7 separate regions of the Mus musculus genome follow, and all the other regions are linked to region 4. The links are chromatin contacts, called in public Hi-C, HiCAR-type, HiChIP or PLAC-seq, Micro-C and promoter capture Hi-C maps. All regions are on one chromosome and are shown on one strand. The core of a region is the stretch at or near the end of the contact, and the rest is flanking DNA. Distances in the headings are between cores, read along the strand shown. Region 1 holds the start of Fam184a (family with sequence similarity 184, member A). Region 2 has its middle 39 kb from the start of Gm36335. Region 3 has its middle 62 kb from the start of Fam184a. Region 4 holds the start of Man1a (mannosidase 1, alpha). Region 5 has its middle 140 kb from the start of Gm36335. Region 6 has its middle 27 kb from the start of Gm26177. Region 7 has its middle 3.7 kb from the start of Gm36335.

Region 1 (2,747 bases), core at 101-2,600, 320 kb after region 4:
GCAAGGTGGAAAAAGTACGCATAATGCCAAATCTTGATACAGCCCCAATATTTAAGGGCAGATATCTTGTTTCCCTGTTGGGTTCTTCCCTCTATATCCCAGTCCTATTCTAATATCTAGCCAATTACATTTTCATATTTAATTATTCCAGGCTTCATCCCACCGAGAATTGGGTGCAGCTGATTGTAGAGGTATGGTCCTCCAAACATAGGCCCTTGGCATCGCTTCATTCTAGCCTGGCACACATTAGGTCAGTATGACCCTGAAATGCTTGAGTTTGGATGAGTTTGGGAAGACCAATCACGTGTAGGATTACGGATCGGATCTCCCTCTATTTCACCACCACTTCTCTAGTGTAGAGATGCTTGGCCTTAAGATCCTATGTCGGCTGTGGCTGGGCCTGCACACAAAAAGTACATGCAGAGAGGCTCTGTCGAGCTTCCCGCTGCTTGTTGCTAAACGAAGGTCACCATCAATTTTTTATCTTCTTTGGACGATTCTTTTAAAAACTAGATTGCACACTCAGGCACAGGGTAATAGCCAAAGGGTGCAGACTGTGGGAAATGGGTGTGTTAAGGAGCTGGCAGCTGTGGGTCTGCGCGGTGAAAAGTGAGACAGTGCTGCTGGATGCAGTGGGAACTCTCAGGCTGCAAGGTTGTAAGGCCTTGTGCGACTGTGAGAGGCCTCCGTGAGGCAGGGCGCCTAGTGTGGGGCTCAATCGCTGTGTAGCTATGGGAGTGTGGAGGACAAGTGCTGGCGGCTGGAGGGCCGAGGGGTTCAGGGCTGCAGATTGCGGGGTCGCAGATTTGCCGGTTGCAGGGACGCGGAGCTATGGGCTGGAGGGTTGAGGATGAGAGTTTGGCTGCGGGTTGAGGAGCTGCAGGTTGGAGGTTGCGGGTTGGAAGGATGCGGGGCGGAGCTTGGCTGCGGGCTGAGAAGCTGCAAACTGGAGGACTGCGGGGCGGGGAGCTGCGGGGCGGAGCTTGGCTGCGGGGAAATGACGTGGCCACCCTCGCGCGCTCGCTGAGCCCCCGAGCCGCGCGTCCTGGTAACGGCGCTCGGCGGCTCCCGCGTCCCCGGACCCGCCTCCCGCCGCTGCAGCCCGCCCCGTCTCCGCCTCCCTCCGCAGCCCCGGCGGCCGCGGAGTCTCGGGGCCCGGTGGCCGCTTCTTGCGGGACGCTAGCCGCGACGTCGCCAAGCCGAGGCAGGGGGACGCGGCTGTTGCGGGCGGGCAGGGGGCTGCTGGCTGCGGGACTGGAGGGCACGGGCCGGCGGGTCGGCAAGCGGTCGCCCGGGCTGTCGCCTGTCCCGTGTCGTCGCCGCGCCGGCCTCGCCCCGCGCGCAGGGACAGGTGCCCCGGCTGGGGTCTGCCGGGAAGATGGCGACCCCGGGCATGAGCTGGCAACATCACTATTACGGTAGCTCCACGTCCGGGCCGGCCAAATTCGCGACCTCCCCAGCTGCCGCTCAGCTGGCAGGGCACAACATGGACTACAGCCAGGACATGCACCTGAAAATGAGCAAGAAGATCGCCCAGCTCACCAAGGTATGGGGTGCTGGGGCTCGGGGTTCAGGAGGGGGCTCCTAAGAGAAGCAACAGCCAGAGTTGCCTCCTGGTCCCTCCAAACTTGGGTGGAACGCTAGCCACCTAACTTGAGCTACACCGCACACCGCACACTGCACCGCGGGATTTCCAGGGCTTGCACTCCATAACCAACCGACTAGGGGTAAACCTGCACAGAGCACATGAGGGCTTACTTTCTGGGTTCCACAGGAGTAATGGACTTTTCCTGTTGCTCAGGTGCCTCTGCCAAGGGCTGCACGAAGCACCGCGCTACAGTACTCGGTGAAGTACTGTACCGGTTTACCTAATATGACCCGGGATCCTCGGAGTTAATCGGTGTCAGGCTACTGGTTACACAGTTAATGAGAGGATAAACTTCCCGAGGTTATTCCGAGGACTGTAGGAGGGTAAAACATACCTTGCGTGCCATTTTAAGGGATTTAATGAGTCATTCCTTACTTACCCTCACAAGATGTCAAATAAGGTTTATTAGATGAATCACACCGCGTTTGCATTTAGTAAATGCCCCATCTTATCAGAAGACCTGCACATCACCTGCACAGTTTTCCAAGCATAGTTCAGGGTGGTGTATGCCCGTTAATGAGTCCTTTTTCGAATTTAGTAAAATACTGAATACTGATCATAAGGGTTGGTTCTGTGTAGCTCTTACCCAGCAGGCTCACCCTGTGTGGGACTGATCTAGGGTTTCTGGAAGTCACACATGGGGACCAGGTTCCCTAGGACTGTTGCAGTGTTGAAGAGGAAGGTGGGCTTGAGGGTCACTGCTCGATAATCTCTTGAGATCTGGCTCAACTCCATCATACAGTTTCCCTGGAGTTTAAAGAGAGGAGGGGGGCACACTTGTGAAAAGGGAGTGAAGAGACGGGGGAGGAGGATGTGATCGATCGAGGATTCAAAGATAACGGGAATGAGTGAAGGGATGCATAGAGACACATGATGAAAACAACAAAAACCACGTGATCAAGACTCACCCCATGCTGAGCAACACGACAATTTGTGGAGTTAGTTTTCTTCCTTTTTGGATTGTCTGTCTTTGTTCTAAGCACCATCCTAAGAGATGCTGCACGTTCAGTTGGTACCGTTTGCTTTTGTGAAGGGTCCTGAAACCCAGAATGGAAGGGATGTAAACTGTGGTAGCCACATGTTATCAGAGCATTTACAT
Region 2 (2,700 bases), core at 134-2,633, 330 kb before region 4:
GTAGAGATAACAAAATTATCACTTCAGAACCTAAACCAAGGTAAGCTTGCGAAATGTCTATGCTGTGGTGCTTCCAACATCTTAAATGCACATCAACCCACAAAGTCTATATTTTGGGTTTTTCCTATAGAAATAAGCTAAAACTGCAAAGGTATGTGTCATTATGAAATCATAGGGCTATTATTTCATTCATTAATTTGGAATGAGCTAAAATTAAATCTGAAGAAAAATTTTAATGTAAATTAAGCTCTACTTATGGTAGCCACTACAAAATATCCTACAATAAAGGAGATGGGGATATATCCCAATGGTAGAACAATAGGTCCTTAGGTCAATCTTCAGCACAGAGGGGAGAGATGACAAAAATAACCAGATCTTGAGTTACATGAGTAACTCTAGGTTATATGTGTTAGAGCAGATTACAATGTTTGCCAATATAGAACCTATACAAATTTAAATGTTTTTTAAAGCTGGAAGTAGAAATGCTATTAATAAAGTTTCTTTCTGAAATGTGATATGACTGGATGCCTGAGAATTTCCTATACGTATGCAGAGTAAAAGACTAAGTCAAATAAATGGAAAGGGCAGGAGAAAGTCAAGGTTCACCATACACATTCCTATTCTACTGGCCTCTTTCTTGTGCATTGTGCATAAGATATAGCTTTAAATGTCAAAATATTCTCTCATTATACAATACCCTAGATGGCCTTACACCTTCTTAATGAGTTAGCATTAGTGGTAAGTGAGGGGAATATTATGCTATATTTACAAATCTATCACACATTTCTAACTTCCTTAAGCATTCCTTTCATGAATATGTAGAGACTAGTCAGTTAAATATGAATATGTATGCAGTGGGTAAGGAATAAGGTAAAGAACAGGGATTAAGACATGCAACATGCACAAGCTTAGCCTAATAAAAGTGCTATGCACATTTTAGGTCCTAACATGTATAGTGTGTGTGTGAGTGTGTGTGTGTGTGTGTGTGTGTGTGTGTGTGTGTGTGTGTGTGTGTGTGTTTATACTCTTTTTTTTTTTTTAGCAGAAGTCATGTTTTTGCCAAGCCCTGTGTTATCTCTATCCTTAAAAGTTACAAGTAACACACAACACTTTTTAAATTTCCCTTCATCAGGCTCTAAATAAAAGGGAAAGAACTGACCAGATCTCCAACCCATCGAGATGGTATCTGGAAAAGAGCATCAGACATGTGCAGAGTTTCAAGAGACGTTTGCATTTTGCCTAGATGGTTTTTGCAAGGTTGCCATATTTTTCACGTCTATTAACTTAATAAATGTCTCAACTATCTCATCCACATCACAGCATTGGGAGCAAAGCTCTGGCAGGCACTCTGAGATGGTAATAGAGTGCCTCAGAAATAAATATTATGTTTGCTTATCTCATTAATCTTGGCCATTCCTTCCTTTCAGTCAGCCAGCCAGCTGCAGTGCAGACTTTATACATGTGGCAGAATTATAGGAAAATTGCCACTCAGACTTAGAAAATGAGGCTTTCCCACTTTGTGACAACCATTTATCTCACTGCCATCAGGAAATATCTAAAATATTTATGTGGGCCTTATCTGAAAGATGAATTTCTGCTAAGTCTCAGGGCTGTCAATATCTTTTTAACCTCTGAAGGAAATGCTATCTTTTCCAAACAGCCACATTTTATTTGCCAAGGGTCATGCTGTGACCACTTAAAACAATTACCCCAAAACTTTGGCAAGGCACCGCAGTCCTCTTTTTTAAAACATGACCTCATTCCTAAGTAATTCACAAAAAAATATGTTTCAAGTAGATTCAGCTTCACTGAAAATTAACACTCAATGAAGCGGGCAGAAAAAAAAAATGAAGGAAAAATTACTCAATTTGGCATTTAAGTTAGTTCAAATGACAAAAGCATAAGAGATTTTCAACAAAGCTTCCACTTTTATACCCTTTCCCATGATAAAGAAATATACTGAAAGGGGTGCGTTGTGTGTAAATCTCTCCAGCATTCCAGTCTTTCCCATGATCGTCCTCTCCTTCCTGAATCTGTTCTAATTTATATGACCTTTGTGGATCTCTCCCTAACCTCCATGCACATTACTTTGTAAGCTACTCTTTCTTCTTGTTATTCCAGGAGGTTGTTTTTTTTTTCTTTTTTACATTTTAGTGCTGATTCTTTCTTGTTTGCTTTCTTGTTTGCTTCTGTTTTAATGAGACCTCATACACTGCCTATTTATCACAAACAACCTAGTTTGTTTTTCTGTGTGCTGTTGGCAATAATTCTCTAGAATCTATGTAAACCCTGTCTGACAAGGACTGTTGTATGATTTTGAGTGGGTTATCTCTAACTCAAGTATTAACTATAACCAAATGTTCATACGTGAAAGGTACGTCAAGACACTCCATGCTGGGTGCATCTTCCATGAACTTCTTTGCTATCTTGCAGATTAAGATCCACCCTGTCCTCTCTCTGGGATTAGGAGTTGATCTGTGTCCTTAGATACCTGCCACTGGCTTGTAGTTGTAATGCCCATGGAAGAACAACAGCAGGAACTTGGACTGAGTGGCAGATAAAGCAGAACATTATTTCTTGTTTCTTCTTCCTTCTGGTCCATGTGTCCATGCCAGCAGATGCGCTCCACACAGTTCCCATTTTCTGGTTCTGCAACATTTTCATCCTGTTGCCACTTGGGATCTAGGAGTGTAACAGACC
Region 3 (2,726 bases), core at 89-2,588, 260 kb after region 4:
GAAACTGAAAAGTTTCTGTAAGGCAAATGACACTGTCAATAGGACAAATTGGCAGCCTAGCGATTGGGGGGGGGGGGGGAATCTTCATTAATCCTATATCCAATAGAGGACTAATATCCAAAATATATAAAAACTAAAAAGGTTAACCTCCAAAAACCAAATAACCCAACTAAAAAAAAATAGGGTATAAAGAATTAGCAACAAAGGATCTTAAATGACTGAGAAGCACTTAAAGAAATGTTCAAAGCCCTTAGTCATCACAGAAATGCAAATCCAAATGACTCGGAGATTCTACCTTACACCAATCAGAATGGCTAAGATCAAAAACTCAAGTGACTGTACATGCTGACACAGATTTCAGAAAGAGGAACTCTTCTCCATTGCTGGTGGGATTTCCATCTGGTACAACCACTCTGGAAATCAATCTGTCAGTTTCTCAGAAAATTGGACATAGTTCTACCTAAAGACCCAGCTAAACCACTCCTGGACATATATATACCCAAAAAGATGCTCCAGTATACTGCAAAGACACATGTTCCACTATGTTCATAGCAGCCTTATATGTAATAGCCAGAAGCTAGAAACAATCTAGATGTCCCTCAACTGAAAAATGGATACAGAAAGTGTGATTCATTTACATAGTGGAATACTATGCAGCTATTTAGAATGAGCACATAATGAATTTTGCAGGCAAATGAATGGAATTAGAAAATATCATCCTCAGTAAGATAACCCAGACCCAAAAGGACATGCATGGTATATATTCACTGATACGTGGATATTAGCAAAAAAGTACATAATACCCAGAATATAACCACAGACCATAAGAGTTATCAAACAGAAAGACCCAAGTGAGGATGCTTCAATCTCACTTAGAAGATGTAACAAAATAATTATAGGAAGCAATTATAGGAAGCAGAGGGAGGGAAGGATGTGGGTAGGCAAGGGGAGGGGAAGGGAAAATAGGGAACAGGATCAGGTCTGGGAGGCACAGGAGAGAAGCCCAACGAAACTCAGAAGGCCAGAAGAATTAACAAAAATAAGTAGCCTATGTGGGTGGGAGGTGGGGTGCCCTCTAGAAAACCACAGAGACCTGGGAGGAAAGAGACTCTACACATAGAGATAGCCCAATGTTTCCTAAACTAGAGAGGGGGCAGAGGGAGAGAGAGAAAAATTTTATCATCAAATAAACCTTTTCATAAATCAATATCTCCATTTTTTTCCTGCCTTTTCCAGGAATTGAATGTGTTAAGCCCTCCCTTGTGACAATCCTGTAACCTCTTTTCTTCATGTAATTCCAGTTCTTGTCTCTGGGCCAGTTTGCCAGATGTATCTGACATGATGGAAACATCTGTGGTCCGTGGCAGCTGGATTGAGGGCATTTATTTTTGTTCCCTGCATAGGATACTGCAGAACTCATTAGATCTCCTGTAAATTTCTTGTTTCAGGAACAGCACCCCGTTTTCTGATTTTAGGTGCTCCCTAAATTTTGACTTGTGGAGCTGGAAGTATTCCTCAAAAGATAGTTTTGGATTTTCCTCCAAGTAAATCACATGGATTCTAAATAATAGTTGGAGTTGTTCAATCGGAAAAACACATGACTCATATTCTAAATCCTGACAGTCTCCAGGTGTCTGTGGTTACTCTGAGCCTCTGTGAGCATTTGTTCTTACATCCTGCTTTACAGAGTTAATGTTCAGTTGCTTCCATCCTTGTTGGGCTTCCTGTTTGCCTGGCAGAGTGGGTTTTACCAAGAACTAAAGCTCCACTAAGGTTCATCCAGGCTTCATCCCCAGTGCCCTGGGTTGTATGGACCATAATCAGGACCTAGAAATCTAGTTGGGGTTTTTTGTTTGTTTGTTTGTGTGTTTGTTTTTTAACCCTTTTCTGTTTAAATTATTTCTATAAACACAAAATTTTTTCTAAAAATAGTTAAATTTTAGTAGAATACGTTATAAAACAGAAAGTCCTCTCCGGGTGTTTTTGAGAACCCCTGCGAACTTCTCCATCGCTGACAACAAATAATTCGCTTGGCTGCAATGTCTAGTCCCTTTGGTTCCCTCTAGTGGAGAAGAATAAAATGCACTTTCTACACTTGAAACCATTAAGTGTGAAATTGGATTAAAGCACAAAGAAACAGTGAATATTCCAAAAAAAGCAATGCGCTTCCCAGAAAAATTACTCTGAACCTAGGATTAGTGGGAAAGTCTTCCCTATCAGCTTTCTCAGAAGACGCTACGAATGTAAGCCATGGGCTGAACTGGCACCGATGTCCCACATAGATCGCTATCTGCCCAGCCTGAGTGGCATCAGTAACTGTATTTTCCGAGCATGGAGCAAAGGAGATCTTCGAATACATTGCATTTTATGTTGAATCCATATCATCGGCTGTACTCGATTCATCTTCCATAGAGAAGAAAAATTGAAAGGAAATTGAATCTAGTTGAATATTTCCTGTGTTCAAGTCAAAAAACATTATGTTGTAAAAATTCTAGAGATAGCATGGTAAAAGGACTAAGGGTATGGGAATGGCTGCCTGTGTTACTTACCTGATTTACCTCCAGGACTGGAATAGTTCAGCAATCTTCTGTGTGGGAGCCTTGGCCAAAATCCCTATTATCCTCGGGGATCCGTGCCAACCCTTCTGTTACAGAGGCTGGCAGCTCAGGGATGCCTGAGGAGACAGCAGCAATAGCCGAGGGCCTCTGAGTACTTCCCATGGGCTA
Region 4 (2,700 bases), core at 37-2,536:
GCCTTGGCTTTTTTACTTTATGCACACAGCACAACACCTGGAAACAACTGTGCTGTGGGCACTCTCCTGGAAGTTGCCAGCTGTTTTCCTCTGGTTTAAGACAAGTAAAGGGCACACTTTAAAATCATGTTTCCGGAGAAGGTTGAGGGTAAACAGAGCTGCTACAAACCAGCTTTCAGGAGTGGGAAGTCAGTCAAATTTCCCTCTGGTAACTGTTTCTTTGTGGAGCAACAGGGGATTCATAACACAGTTTGGGAAATGTTTTCTTGTCTCTTCACCCTGAGGCAGGGGGTTCCCAGCCAGGTCAAAATGTAGATCTATGCAATATCAGCAGGGCATTCCAATGGATGTCATGGGAGGTGGAGCCAGTTTCCATGACATTCCATGAGACTGAATACTGCAAGGCTGTGTTGAAAACAATCTCTGTTGGACCAAGTCTTGCCTTCGCTGGGAGTTGTCGCATCCAAGACTTAATTTCAACAGGGTTCAATTTATTGCTTGGAGCTCTGGCAGCATAAAACTGTCTTCTTTGAATGGAAAATTTGACCAACTGCGATGAGGTAAATGAATTTCGAAAGTGGGGGGGGTGTGGGGGAGTGTGGGGGAGTCATACAACTTTTGTTGTTGTTGTTGTTTATTGTAAGGGGAAGAGGGTGTATACTTAGAGCCCCAAGCAGTCCCCAAACCCCAAGTCGCCTAGGATGTAAAAGGCTCTTAACGAGGTAGAGTAGAGAGCTCAAAAGCTTTGTGGAGGAGCCTGGAGACTTTGGATTTGAGAGTTATTGGGCACCGGGGAATCCCTGTCTTGGGTAATAAGGGGTGGCTGGAGAAAAGCCTTCAAAACCACTTCAAAACCACGGCTTGCCCCCGCAATCCCCTGCATGCTCTTCGGGATCGCCAATTTCGAGTACTGGGGCAAGCTGTCGCTACCATATTAGTAGTGGTCACTCGGGGATCCACTACCTTTGGGGCTTCGGCTTGAATAGGTTTTGGGCGGAATAAGCTCGGACCAACTCCGGCTCTGGTCCTCCGGGCGAGTCTTAACACGGCTCCCGGGCGCAGTTCCAGTCCTCGGGAGCCCAGGGGAGCCGCGACCTCCCCGCCTCTGCCGGGTCCCGGAGAGGCAGCGCTTCCCGTAAACTCCCCGCCCCGTGCGGCCCCCTCCCCGCCTCGGCTCCACCCCCGCGGGACCCTGGGAGGCGTAAGATTGGCCCGGACGCGCTGTCACTCTCCGGACGCGTCACCGCCCTCGTTTCCGACCGCTCGGGAGACCGGCAGTGCTATTAGTGCACGGCGGGGCCGCGACGGAGGGCAGTACGGTGCCTGGTTCGCTGGCTCACGCCGGCAGGTCGGTGCGCTCGCTCACCTGAGCCGTGTCCCGGGGCCTCAGAGCCACCCGGCTGTACGCGTGCTACCACCCGCCGGGAAGCGCTCGGAGATGGGCAGCTGGAGAAGTTGACGAACCCCCTACGCACGCGGCGCCCTTGCTGCCCAGAGGTGCGCCGCCCTTGCCACCGAGGTGCCCGCTGTGCTGACCCAGATGTCGCGGGACACCCTGCCTCCGCGGCTGGAAAACTTCACCCCAAGTCCAAAGTGGGCTCTGAGGGTGGTGCCCGCGGCTGGACCCCGGGGTTGCCTGCCGGGATACGGTCCTGCGGATCCCGGGTCCAGGGGAGGGCGGAGACCCCACTGGAAACTTTCTCAGCACCTTCCTAACCACTGCGCTTTTACTGTCTCCTCTCCCCCCAACAGGGGCTGCAGCCAGCGGTTTGCCGCGCGTGCCTGTTTGCCAAAGGAGCCGCCCCGGCGAGGATCGCCGGAGGGGAGCCGCTTCAAGCGGGGAGACCCGCAGCCCAGACACGCGCTCTGGGCGGCCTGGATGCGCAAGAGCCGGCCCCGCAGCCGCTGACAGCCGGCGGCAGCGAAGTTTGGCTGCTGAGCGGCTCGGCGCCGGGCCCCTGGACAGACTGTCAGCCGGCGGCTACAACCTCCGGAGCGATGCCCGTGGGGGGCCTGTTGCCGCTCTTCAGTAGCCCTGGGGGCGGCGGCCTGGGCAGTGGCCTGGGCGGGGGGCTTGGCGGCGGGAGGAAGGGGTCTGGCCCCGCTGCCTTCCGCCTCACCGAGAAGTTCGTGCTGCTGCTGGTGTTCAGCGCCTTCATCACGCTCTGCTTCGGGGCAATCTTCTTCCTGCCTGACTCCTCCAAGCTGCTCAGCGGGGTCCTGTTCCACTCCAACCCTGCCTTGCAGCCGCCGGCGGAGCACAAGCCCGGGCTCGGGGCGCGTGCGGAGGATGCCGCCGAGGGGAGAGTCCGGCACCGCGAGGAAGGCGCGCCTGGGGACCCTGGAGCTGGACTGGAAGACAACTTAGCCAGGATCCGCGAAAACCACGAGCGGGCTCTCAGGGAAGCCAAGGAGACCCTGCAGAAGCTGCCGGAGGAGATCCAAAGAGACATTCTGCTGGAGAAGGAAAAGGTGGCCCAGGACCAGCTGCGTGACAAGGATCTGTTTAGGGGCTTGCCCAAGGTGGACTTCCTGCCCCCCGTCGGGGTAGAGAACCGGGAGCCCGCTGACGCCACCATCCGTGAGAAGAGGGCAAAGATCAAAGAGGTGAGTAAAGCCTGCCTGAAATCCCACTCACGCTGCTGTTTTCTGGGAGGTTTGATAAACGATTGGAACTTAGGACTTCACCTTTATCATGCA
Region 5 (2,700 bases), core at 26-2,525, 430 kb before region 4:
AGACTTTAGCATGGCAGTTGGAGTAGGCTCCCTGAGGAGGACAGAAAGGATGTGTATTATGGACACAGAAAACTAGTTGTTGCTCACAACAATCCAGTAGGTTGCTTTAATTATCCAGATGGTTCTGGCTTTGAAGGTGAAGAGGTCACTTCAGGACATTTGGAAGATTCCACCAGACCCCTCCCTTCCAGGAAGAGAAAGGTCCTGAAGCACTTAGGCACCCCTCCCCTTAATACTCTTCTCAAACAGGGGTGGGGGTTGGAGAGTGTGGACAGACCATCAGCCACCTGCAGGTTGGGGAGGCCCAGAGCAGACACATACCTAGACTGTTGGCCACCTGTAGACAAAGGAAGACCTTGCCACCTCATTCCCTAAAGACCAATCAGTTTAAAAGTCACACTGTTCTACCAATCACATTGTACCTAATGGCTTCTGCTCTGAAAACTGTATAAATACTTGCCAAATGTGCTGCGTGGGATCATTCTCTCACATGTGTAGGGTGACCTCAACACATTGGAACAATAAGTTCTTGCTTTTTGTATCAATTCCTGGCTCCAGGGAGTCCCAGGTAAGCTACAGCTCACCAGAGTCTTACAAAAGCCCTGTTCCAAAACCATTCAAGGAGAGTATACTGTAAAAGATGTCAAATGCATGTATATGAAGCATTTGACATCTAGAAAGATGAGAAGAACACAAGCTATAGGAACCATTTTTTTCCATTGATCCAAGATTCTGCACTTAAAGAGAATTATTTACAATACTGAAGTTGATGAGAAGAGATACCCATAGAAGAGTACACTTTTTATCACCACAATTTATAAGAAAGGTATAGTAAATATTTAATCTCAGTCAGGGGTTTCTACCCTTCCTTTGATCATTCAGTTCTCAGAGTGAGTTCCAGGACAGCCAGGGCTATACAGAGAAACCCTGTCTCAAAAAACAAAACAAAACAAAACAAAACAAAACAAAAAACAAAAAAAAAAAACAAAAACAAGACATGAAAATTTTATACTACCCTCTAACCTATCATTAACCCTAAGATGTAATTTGCCATGTTCCGCTCAGACTGTCCTTACTTCAATTGGCCAGCCCTCATGGCCAGATTTTCATGATTCACTAATATCATGGCATCTTTTCTCTACCTTCTTTCCTTTTAGGGATAACTTGGGGACAGCAAGGTTACACAGCATTTTTTGGTCTCTTTGAGTATCAACTCATCCCTGAGGCAACCAGGGTCAGTATTTACCATTAGAATACACACCAAACCTTAACAGTTTTAAATTAAGGAGGTAGGTTTGCAGAACAAAGGCTAGTAAACAAGAGAACTGACTCATAGGCCTAGACCTTTGGGTACAGAATTTAGCATTACAATACATAGCAACAGACTGAGCCTCAACAGAAAGATGCAAAAGAACATCTACCCCTTACAAATATTATAACATTCTTCTAAAAAGGTTGATACCTATAATCTAGAATTTATTCAAGTCAACGGAAGTACTAAGGTTGTTTCCATAATAAAAAGTTATTATGTAAAACTATGTAACCATTTTAATTAATGTTTGGGCTGAGGATGTGATTGAAAAGGTGTTCATCTAGCATGTGGAAACCCTGGCCTCCATATCCAGTTCTTCATAGATGAACATGTAGGGAAACATCTGTATTCCCAGCACTCAGATGGCTGAGGTCAGATGATTAGAAGGGAAAGATCATTGTCAGCTACGTAGCACATTGTTGCAAGTTTAAGGCACATGATGTTCTAGTTTTAAAAATATGTTCATGTAGACATAATCAGAAAGTATATAAAGTCTCTGTAAAGGGAGTTCACTATTGGTATATGGCAATATTATTAGTTTGGGCATGTTAATTATGTATCCTGAAAATATGCTGAATTAATTTATTTGTTCTCTCCCCTGCCCTTTTTTTTTTTTTTTTTTTTTTTTTTTTGAGTGGGAAGAACTGGGGAATTGGATGCATTATACCTTGGCAAATATTGACAATTGTACTTCCCCTTCCCTGTTTTATTTCTTCACCTGATAATTGTTGTCTGGAATTTAAGATAGGAAGTTAAATGATAGTAGCAAAGATGGACATCTTTTCCCAGATCCTTATGTTAAAGGGAAGGTTTTAATTTTTTTCCTAATTCAATATGATATCAATTGTGAATATATCATATTATGTTGAAGTACGTTTGTTAGCATTCTGTCTAAACTCAACCCCACAGTTACCTGACAATAACCACGTATGCTCTACTCTACAGTCACCTGGAAAAAGCCAGGTAGGCCTGACTCACTATAAAAGGGGCTGCTTGCCCCCTCCTCCCTCTCTTGCTCTCTTGTTCTCTTGATCCTTCTTGCTCCTGCTCTGTCCCCTTACCCTTTCCCCATTCCCTCCCCCTCCCCCTCTCTCCATGTATTCATGGCCAGGCTCTACTTTTCTACTTTCTCTCTGTTTTTCTCTGTCTCTACTAACCTTTTAACTCTCCTCCCTATCCTTGAATAAACTGTACTCTATACTATACCATCATGTGGCTGGTCCCTCAAAAGGAAGGGATGCTGAGACATCCCCTTCCTCCATACCTCACCATACCTCCATAGAACATAGCTGCTCCTTTCCCTTTATCTTTTTATAAACACATAATATGGTGCCATGACTCAGATTTAGAAACTCTTCAGGACCCATTCTTATAGGTTCTAGAATGGG
Region 6 (2,700 bases), core at 148-2,647, 260 kb before region 4:
CTAAAAAATTAAGTCTCCAAAATAGGGGCCTAGAAGGCTATATCTTTTTAACAAGCACTTCAATTGAATCATAGAATCAGGAGAGTTTGAAAAATTACTAACATAAAACCATGAAAGATGCTTGTATCTACAAGAGATTATTTAGGGGCTAGCAAGAGAGCCAAGCAGTTAAGAGGTCTTTCTGCTCTTCCAGAAGTCTTGTGTTTGGTTCCCAGCAGTCAGGGCAGAAAGTTCACAGTGGTCTGTAATTCTAGCTCAAAGATCCAACACCCTTTACTGTCTTTTATGAGTACCTGTATTCATGTACACATGCCTAACTATATGTATACACACACACACACACACACACACACACACACACACACACACTTTAAATCTTAAAAAGTACTCCTCAAGTAGCAGTCTACCTCAAAACTATTCTTTTTCTTCTATTTTGGAAAATACAATATGGGTCTTTCTAGATACTATGATTAACAAATGCTGCAGTGTTGCTCCAAGGGACCCTTAAACACACCAAGATGTAGTATTTAGAAGCCTTGGAAGTACAACTAAGAGCACACACATCTTCTAATATTCAAAACCTATCAATGTAATTCAGTGAAAGCCATACATGTGTGTCACTGAAAGACAAACAAGTTCCAGCATGCAGTATAGTCTCACTTCTGTGCGGCCATTAATGATCATTAACGTAAGTGACAATAAGTACCAATATAGCTGTTGGATTGACACCCATTTAGGAAATTCAACTACAGTTTGATTCAGATATAAACTTGCTTTCTAAAAATTCAATGAAAGTATTTTAAGGGAAAGTTGGTTCTATGAAGTTTCCAAGAGGAGGAGGACTACATGTTGTATTATTAATTGTGAGTTTTGTTCCACCTGTCTTTATAAGGTAAAATGTCAGTGTGTTTATGTGTGTGCATGGGGTTGAGTTGCTCTTGTGTGTGTATGTATTCAAGGTGAGATGTGTTTGTGAGTATATGTATATAAGGTGAGTTGTGTTTGTGTGTGCATGTATATGGGGTGAGTTGTGTTTGCAGGATGGGTGAGTTGAATTTTTTTGTGTACATGGATGTGAGGTATGTGTGTGTGTGTGTGTGTGTGTGTGTATAAGAGCATGAGGTACATTTGTGTGTATATATGGGTATGAGCTGTATTTGTGTGTGGAGGGTGAGTTCTGTTTGTGTGCATATATGAGGGTTGGTTATATTTATGTATGGATATAGGGCTGTTTTGAACATTTTCCAGCACTCTCTTTATAGAACTCTCTCATTTTATACATAAATAAAATACTTATCTAAGAAGACCACATGCCATCAGCTCTCCTGGAAGAAGCCTTTTCCTTAAGCTTACACAAACCATTTCCCAATTCTGCTGGCAAGACATCTTCCTGGAAACTATCACTCGTACATGTTGATCGGTCTTGGGAATAGCAGAATTGGATTACATCATTTTCTCTTATTCATTTTTTAAAGCATCATCATCATGAAGAAATAATGGTGCCAATGTTTATTCTTTAAAAAAAATTGAGTTTTGTAGTGAACAAGTTATATGACTGAATAGGCCAGGGATGGTAAGTCTGAGCCTGAACCTAGCTGTGTTGAGCCTTTCCAGCCCTTCTACTTTGGTTAACATGGCATCTTGGCTCTCATGAGTTACATTGGATTGCCCTGCCCACCTGACTTTGTCACTATCTCTCTGCTTTTCCTTTCTACGTACACTTTAACCATGTTCTTTCCCAACTCACAGCTACAGTTATAACTCTAATTTTTTCAAATCCTATTTTTAATGGTGGTTCTTACATGCTTTAACTTGTAGCCCACCACCCACCAGAAGTAGTGGGGAAAAAAAGGATATGGGGAGGGGTGTGGATCTTTTTTGAAAGATTCTTTGGAGCAACTCCTGTCTGTGTTGTCTGGAAAGCAACAGTTCAGTTCACAGGATAGCAGCAGCAGCAGCTCAATCCACTTGAAAACACCTCACAGATACACCAGCAGTCCAGTTCAGTAGAGTTGGCATAGAAAATCAGCAGCAGTGGCAGGACTTAGCAGAGACAGCCAGGCCTCCTCAGCCTCAGCATGAGTCAGCAGGAGGGACCAGCAGGAGGAATACCAGGAGAAGTTCTTGGCTGTGCCTCTCTGCGAAGCAAAGATAGTCAAAGACAATACATCTACAAGTGTTGCATGGCTGGCTGTACCAGCAAGCCAAGCTCTGTCTCCGTCACTCCATGGAGTCTTATATTATCCCTCCAAACATCACGTGGCCTCCATATGCCTTGCCTCAGCACAAGACTTGCCTCATCATGAGTTTTGCCTCATCAGGCACATCCAATCAGCCCGAGTCCTTGTAAGTGGCAATAAACTGCAGCATACCACCAGAAGTTTTTTGATGTGTTTCTCTTTACGGAAGCCCAAACAATGCAGCTTAACTATGCATTATAAGATGGACCAATACATGCAAGTTGTTCGCAAAGAATCCTTCAGCACACGTCCTTTCACCTGCTTGCTTTAGTAGAACATCCTCTCTCATGTGTCTGCTTCAGCAAAACATTCCTTCACTAGTAAGTCTATCATCAAACCTTAGAACTGGATACTAAGTAAATTTCTGTTATTTTAGATTAGGAATAAAAATGTAGGTGATAAATCCTCCAGAAACCTTATAAGTGTATAGGTGAATCTGCGATGATCATTACATAAGTGG
Region 7 (2,700 bases), core at 164-2,663, 290 kb before region 4:
TTTGTTTTCAAAAGCAGTACCATGTGCATGACACCTCCAAATTCTGCTGCTAGCTCAAAATACAGTCTGGTCCTCTTCGATCATAGCTGTAGCGGTTTCTGTTTACCTTAGTTGACAAAACTTGGAAAGCCTTTGCCTGCAGAGTTCTTGTTAAGCAAGAGATCCCTCAGCTGCATCCTCAAACCACATTCTATCTTTTCAAATAAACTTGCACTTTTACAAGTAGAAGCTATGGATGGTTTGGATATTGCTGGCAGTGAAGAATGTGAGGATTTTCTTTAACTGTAGTAATCTCTTTAAGAATAACATGTTTTTCTAAGCCAATGGTTCTCAAAACTCCCTAATAGTGCAACTCTTTAATATAGCTCTTCATGTTGTGGTGACTCTCCCCCACCCAACCATAAAATTATTTTCACTGCTACTTCATAACTGTAATTTTTCTAGTGTTATGAATTGTGATAGATGTGGGAGTCAACCATGTGAAGGAAAAAGTGGGATGGAGACTGAAGTGCCACAGGCTCCAGTGACTCCTCAAAGAGTCCTGATCTGCCATACACTGCATTACATCTAAGATGGCTCCTAGCACATAAGTGAGACAGCAGAAAAGGATCCAAAGTCAGGGTGATGGCTGTCTCCATTCTTCACAGAAGTCCCAACAGAAGTCTCCCCTCACCTGCTCCTTCTGAGCAATCTCATTAGGAGGGCTTTCATTGGATACTGTGATGATATGACAAAATACAATTATCCAAGGACTGAGGGGCTTGGGATTGGTTCAAACACTGTATTTAAGCTTATGCACTGTGCAGTAAGAACAGATCTGCAATCTGATATTGTTCTCCAGAGTCTGATTCATCCCCAGGATTCATCTTGTGACGCGATCACCTCTCATCTCCCATTCCTCAGTCCTGTTCCCACAGTGAATCATAATGTAAATATTTGATACACAGGATATATGATATGCAACCGCTGTGAAAGTGTTGTTCAATTTCAAAGGGGTCATCATCCACAGGTTGAGAACCACCAGTCTGAACCATCATGGTCAAAAATTTTACACTTTTATCCCTTCCTTATTCTACTGCATATCGTATTAAAGCTGCTGTGTTATGCTGCCTTGGATAGTCTTCCACTAAACCGATCAGGCAATAAGTTTTTAAATTCAGTCTCATTGAAGTTTTCAGGACATGAGCAGAATGCAGTCAGCGTCTTTGGCAGAACATAATACCCATAGTATCTAGCCTGGTTCTAGGTAGAATTTCACATATGAAACCCCATGGTCCTTCTTGATGATGTGAGTTTCTTTTGAGTATTCGGGTCCTCTGAACTCCCATCAGAATGGCCCAATACACACGGCCTAAACCATTGTTGGGTTTCTCTAGCTTGCAACACACACCTGTTGCAAACGCTTCTGAACCATATGGCCAGCTTTCTCACAGCAACACCGCACACAGTCCTAACGTTCTGTATTAGTTACTTTTATTGTAACAAAACACTTGACAACTTAAGAAAGGAAGGGCCTATTATGATGCATAATTTAAGGGTATAACCCATCCATTCTAGGAAAAAGAGAGAGTAGCTATTGTACAAGATGTATGAGGCAGTAAATCGCATTATGTCTGCAGTTGGGAAGCAGACAGGTGACTTCTGGTGCTGCACTCAATTTAAGAGTCCTTTAATTCACTCTAGGCCACAATCCTATGGCACCACTGACATTTGAGGAATATCTTCCCACTTCTGCTGAACCCATACTGAAATGCCCTCACAGACATTCCCAGAGGTTTGTCTCCTTGGTGGTTTCAAGTCCCATCAAGTACACAATCAAGATTAACCATGAAACTAGTCCTTTGCCAGTGGTAATCTAGGCATTGAGATTGACAGTTGCATTATCACAATGTCCATATCTAGCTGACCTTGATTTTACTTACTAGCAGCTCCAAAGTGTGAGAGCAGTAATGCTGGCAACCTCTATATGCTTAAGGGAGGCCTTAAATCGTTTCCACTATATGAAAAGATGAAAGTTCAGTAACATATTGTTAGAGAGAACATTTATATAACTTTTGCTATAGTATATTACTATAATTTTGCTGCTTTATTATTGTTGTTTGTTAATCTCCTCTTGTCCCTAATACATAAATTAAACCTAATTGTAGTGTGGGGAAAGGACACAGCATCAGTGGCACTTCAGCACTTATACATCCCCTGGAGAGCTATCCCCTGCAGATGAGGTCGACCACTGTATTCATGTTCTAAGTAGAGGAAGGGAAGTGTTTTAAAGTAAGCATGTGAAAGAAATTGCATACCTCCTGGAAAGCAATCCGCATGCATCAACTCTTTCCTCTGCTGGCTATGTGCTCTAAAATCCCTTTCAAAGGAACCATTTGTGCTTCTGACATTAATGGTAAGACAGGCTCAAGCCTTTATAGATGAAGAAAATAGCTATGAGGATTTTTGTCAGTATAGTATTGTAGCTATTACAGATTTTCAATTAACCTTTGTTCCTGCTTGGCAAATACCATAATGGTCAGACTCCAGCACTGTATGCTATGTCACGGTGTCCAAGATACAGCCAAAGATCTAACTAATACTAGAAAACATTTTTCAAGGTAAAGAAATTCTCTTAATTTTTCACTTGTAGAGAAATGATGATGAAAATAGAAAATCTTCTCTGTCTGACATGTAAACGTCTACTATCACTCAATGCAG

Evidence for each region. Promoter capture Hi-C pulls out the DNA fragments that hold promoters and counts their contacts. Hi-C and Micro-C count contacts between places; a contact is called where the count stands out from the background. HiCAR-type assays count read pairs that join an accessible place to other places. HiChIP or PLAC-seq counts read pairs in DNA pulled down with a chosen protein or histone mark.
Region 1: a promoter capture Hi-C map of neural stem cells shows a contact between it and region 4. The contact joins the promoter of Fam184a here to the promoter of Man1a in region 4. A contact is called at or near these places in 2 of 39 promoter capture datasets (embryonic stem cells and neural stem cells) and 4 of 484 Hi-C or Micro-C datasets (cardiomyocytes and embryonic stem cells).
Region 2: a Hi-C map of uterus shows a contact between it and region 4, with 5 times the contacts expected there. The contact joins the enhancer-like site here to the promoter of Man1a in region 4. A contact is called at or near these places in 8 of 39 promoter capture datasets (the 3T3-L1 cell line, the C10 cell line, HPC-7-derived erythroid cells and 3 more), 1 of 15 datasets of contacts at CTCF or cohesin (the NIH/3T3 cell line), 4 of 484 Hi-C or Micro-C datasets (adipose-derived mesenchymal stem cells, embryonic fibroblasts and uterus), 6 of 115 datasets of contacts at active chromatin or transcription factors (bone marrow-derived macrophages, embryonic stem cells, fibro-adipogenic progenitors and 2 more) and 1 of 9 other capture datasets (embryonic stem cells).
Region 3: a contact with region 4 is called in an H3K4me3 HiChIP or PLAC-seq map of the 230-238 cell line, with 49 read pairs. The contact joins the enhancer-like site here to the promoter of Man1a in region 4. A contact is called at or near these places in 5 of 39 promoter capture datasets (the 3T3-L1 cell line, the C10 cell line and liver), 2 of 484 Hi-C or Micro-C datasets (both in uterus), 6 of 115 datasets of contacts at active chromatin or transcription factors (the 230-238 cell line, bone marrow-derived macrophages, large pre-B cells and 1 more) and 1 of 9 other capture datasets (adipose tissue).
Region 5: a contact with region 4 is called in a Micro-C map of embryonic stem cells, with 2.7 times the contacts expected there. The contact joins the enhancer-like site here to the promoter of Man1a in region 4. A contact is called at or near these places in 4 of 39 promoter capture datasets (the 3T3-L1 cell line, 3T3-L1-derived adipocytes and liver), 1 of 15 datasets of contacts at CTCF or cohesin (the NIH/3T3 cell line), 2 of 484 Hi-C or Micro-C datasets (bone marrow-derived macrophages and embryonic stem cells), 3 of 115 datasets of contacts at active chromatin or transcription factors (bone marrow-derived macrophages, embryonic stem cells and large pre-B cells) and 1 of 9 other capture datasets (adipose tissue).
Region 6: a contact with region 4 is called in a HiCAR-type map of fibro-adipogenic progenitors, with 4 times the contacts expected there. The contact joins the enhancer-like site here to the promoter of Man1a in region 4. A contact is called at or near these places in 3 of 39 promoter capture datasets (the 3T3-L1 cell line and liver), 5 of 484 Hi-C or Micro-C datasets (Th1 cells, cerebral cortex, cortical neurons and 1 more), 7 of 115 datasets of contacts at active chromatin or transcription factors (bone marrow-derived dendritic cells, bone marrow-derived macrophages, fibro-adipogenic progenitors and 3 more) and 2 of 9 other capture datasets (adipose tissue and liver).
Region 7: a Micro-C map of the HL-1 cell line shows a contact between it and region 4, with 4 times the contacts expected there. The contact joins the enhancer-like site here to the promoter of Man1a in region 4. A contact is called at or near these places in 8 of 39 promoter capture datasets (the 3T3-L1 cell line, 3T3-L1-derived adipocytes, the C10 cell line and 4 more), 2 of 15 datasets of contacts at CTCF or cohesin (large pre-B cells and pro-B cells), 4 of 484 Hi-C or Micro-C datasets (the HL-1 cell line, cerebellar granule neurons and cortical neurons), 1 of 115 datasets of contacts at active chromatin or transcription factors (bone marrow-derived macrophages) and 2 of 9 other capture datasets (adipose tissue and embryonic stem cells).

Annotation. Positions count from the first base shown.
Region 1 is chr10:53,749,512-53,752,258 of GRCm38.p6, reverse strand. Fam184a (family with sequence similarity 184, member A) reads left to right here and starts at 1,350. Exons shown (of 18, transcript NM_001081428.1): 1 at 1,350-1,546. The coding sequence starts at 1,379.
Region 2 is chr10:54,402,399-54,405,098 of GRCm38.p6, reverse strand. No RefSeq gene overlaps it. Among named protein-coding and RNA genes, the nearest start is that of Gm36335, 39 kb to the right of the region's middle. Within about 2 kb of position 1,383, at least 9 of the 459 cell types and tissues checked have an H3K27ac peak or open chromatin away from gene starts, as enhancers often do. A contact at or near this core is called in fibro-adipogenic progenitors and uterus, where this site is marked.
Region 3 is chr10:53,812,038-53,814,763 of GRCm38.p6, reverse strand. No RefSeq gene overlaps it. Among named protein-coding and RNA genes, the nearest start is that of Fam184a, 62 kb to the right of the region's middle. Within about 2 kb of position 1,338, at least 34 of the 459 cell types and tissues checked have an H3K27ac peak or open chromatin away from gene starts, as enhancers often do. A contact at or near this core is called in the 230-238 cell line and uterus, where this site is marked.
Region 4 is chr10:54,074,323-54,077,022 of GRCm38.p6, reverse strand. It overlaps Man1a (mannosidase 1, alpha), which reads left to right and starts at 1,286. Exons shown (of 13, transcript NM_008548.5): 1 at 1,286-1,497; 2 at 1,753-2,607. The coding sequence starts at 1,999. It overlaps Gm16998 (predicted gene, 16998), which reads right to left and starts at 1,101. Exons shown (of 3, transcript NR_038016.1): 1 at 170-1,101.
Region 5 is chr10:54,508,531-54,511,230 of GRCm38.p6, reverse strand. No RefSeq gene overlaps it. Among named protein-coding and RNA genes, the nearest start is that of Gm36335, 140 kb to the right of the region's middle. Within about 2 kb of position 1,275, at least 7 of the 459 cell types and tissues checked have an H3K27ac peak or open chromatin away from gene starts, as enhancers often do. A contact at or near this core is called in embryonic stem cells, where this site is marked.
Region 6 is chr10:54,336,883-54,339,582 of GRCm38.p6, reverse strand. No RefSeq gene overlaps it. Among named protein-coding and RNA genes, the nearest start is that of Gm26177, 27 kb to the right of the region's middle. Within about 2 kb of position 1,397, at least 3 of the 459 cell types and tissues checked have an H3K27ac peak or open chromatin away from gene starts, as enhancers often do. A contact at or near this core is called in fibro-adipogenic progenitors, where this site is marked.
Region 7 is chr10:54,367,539-54,370,238 of GRCm38.p6, reverse strand. No RefSeq gene overlaps it. Among named protein-coding and RNA genes, the nearest start is that of Gm36335, 3.7 kb to the right of the region's middle. Within about 2 kb of position 1,413, at least 4 of the 459 cell types and tissues checked have an H3K27ac peak or open chromatin away from gene starts, as enhancers often do. A contact at or near this core is called in the HL-1 cell line, where this site is marked.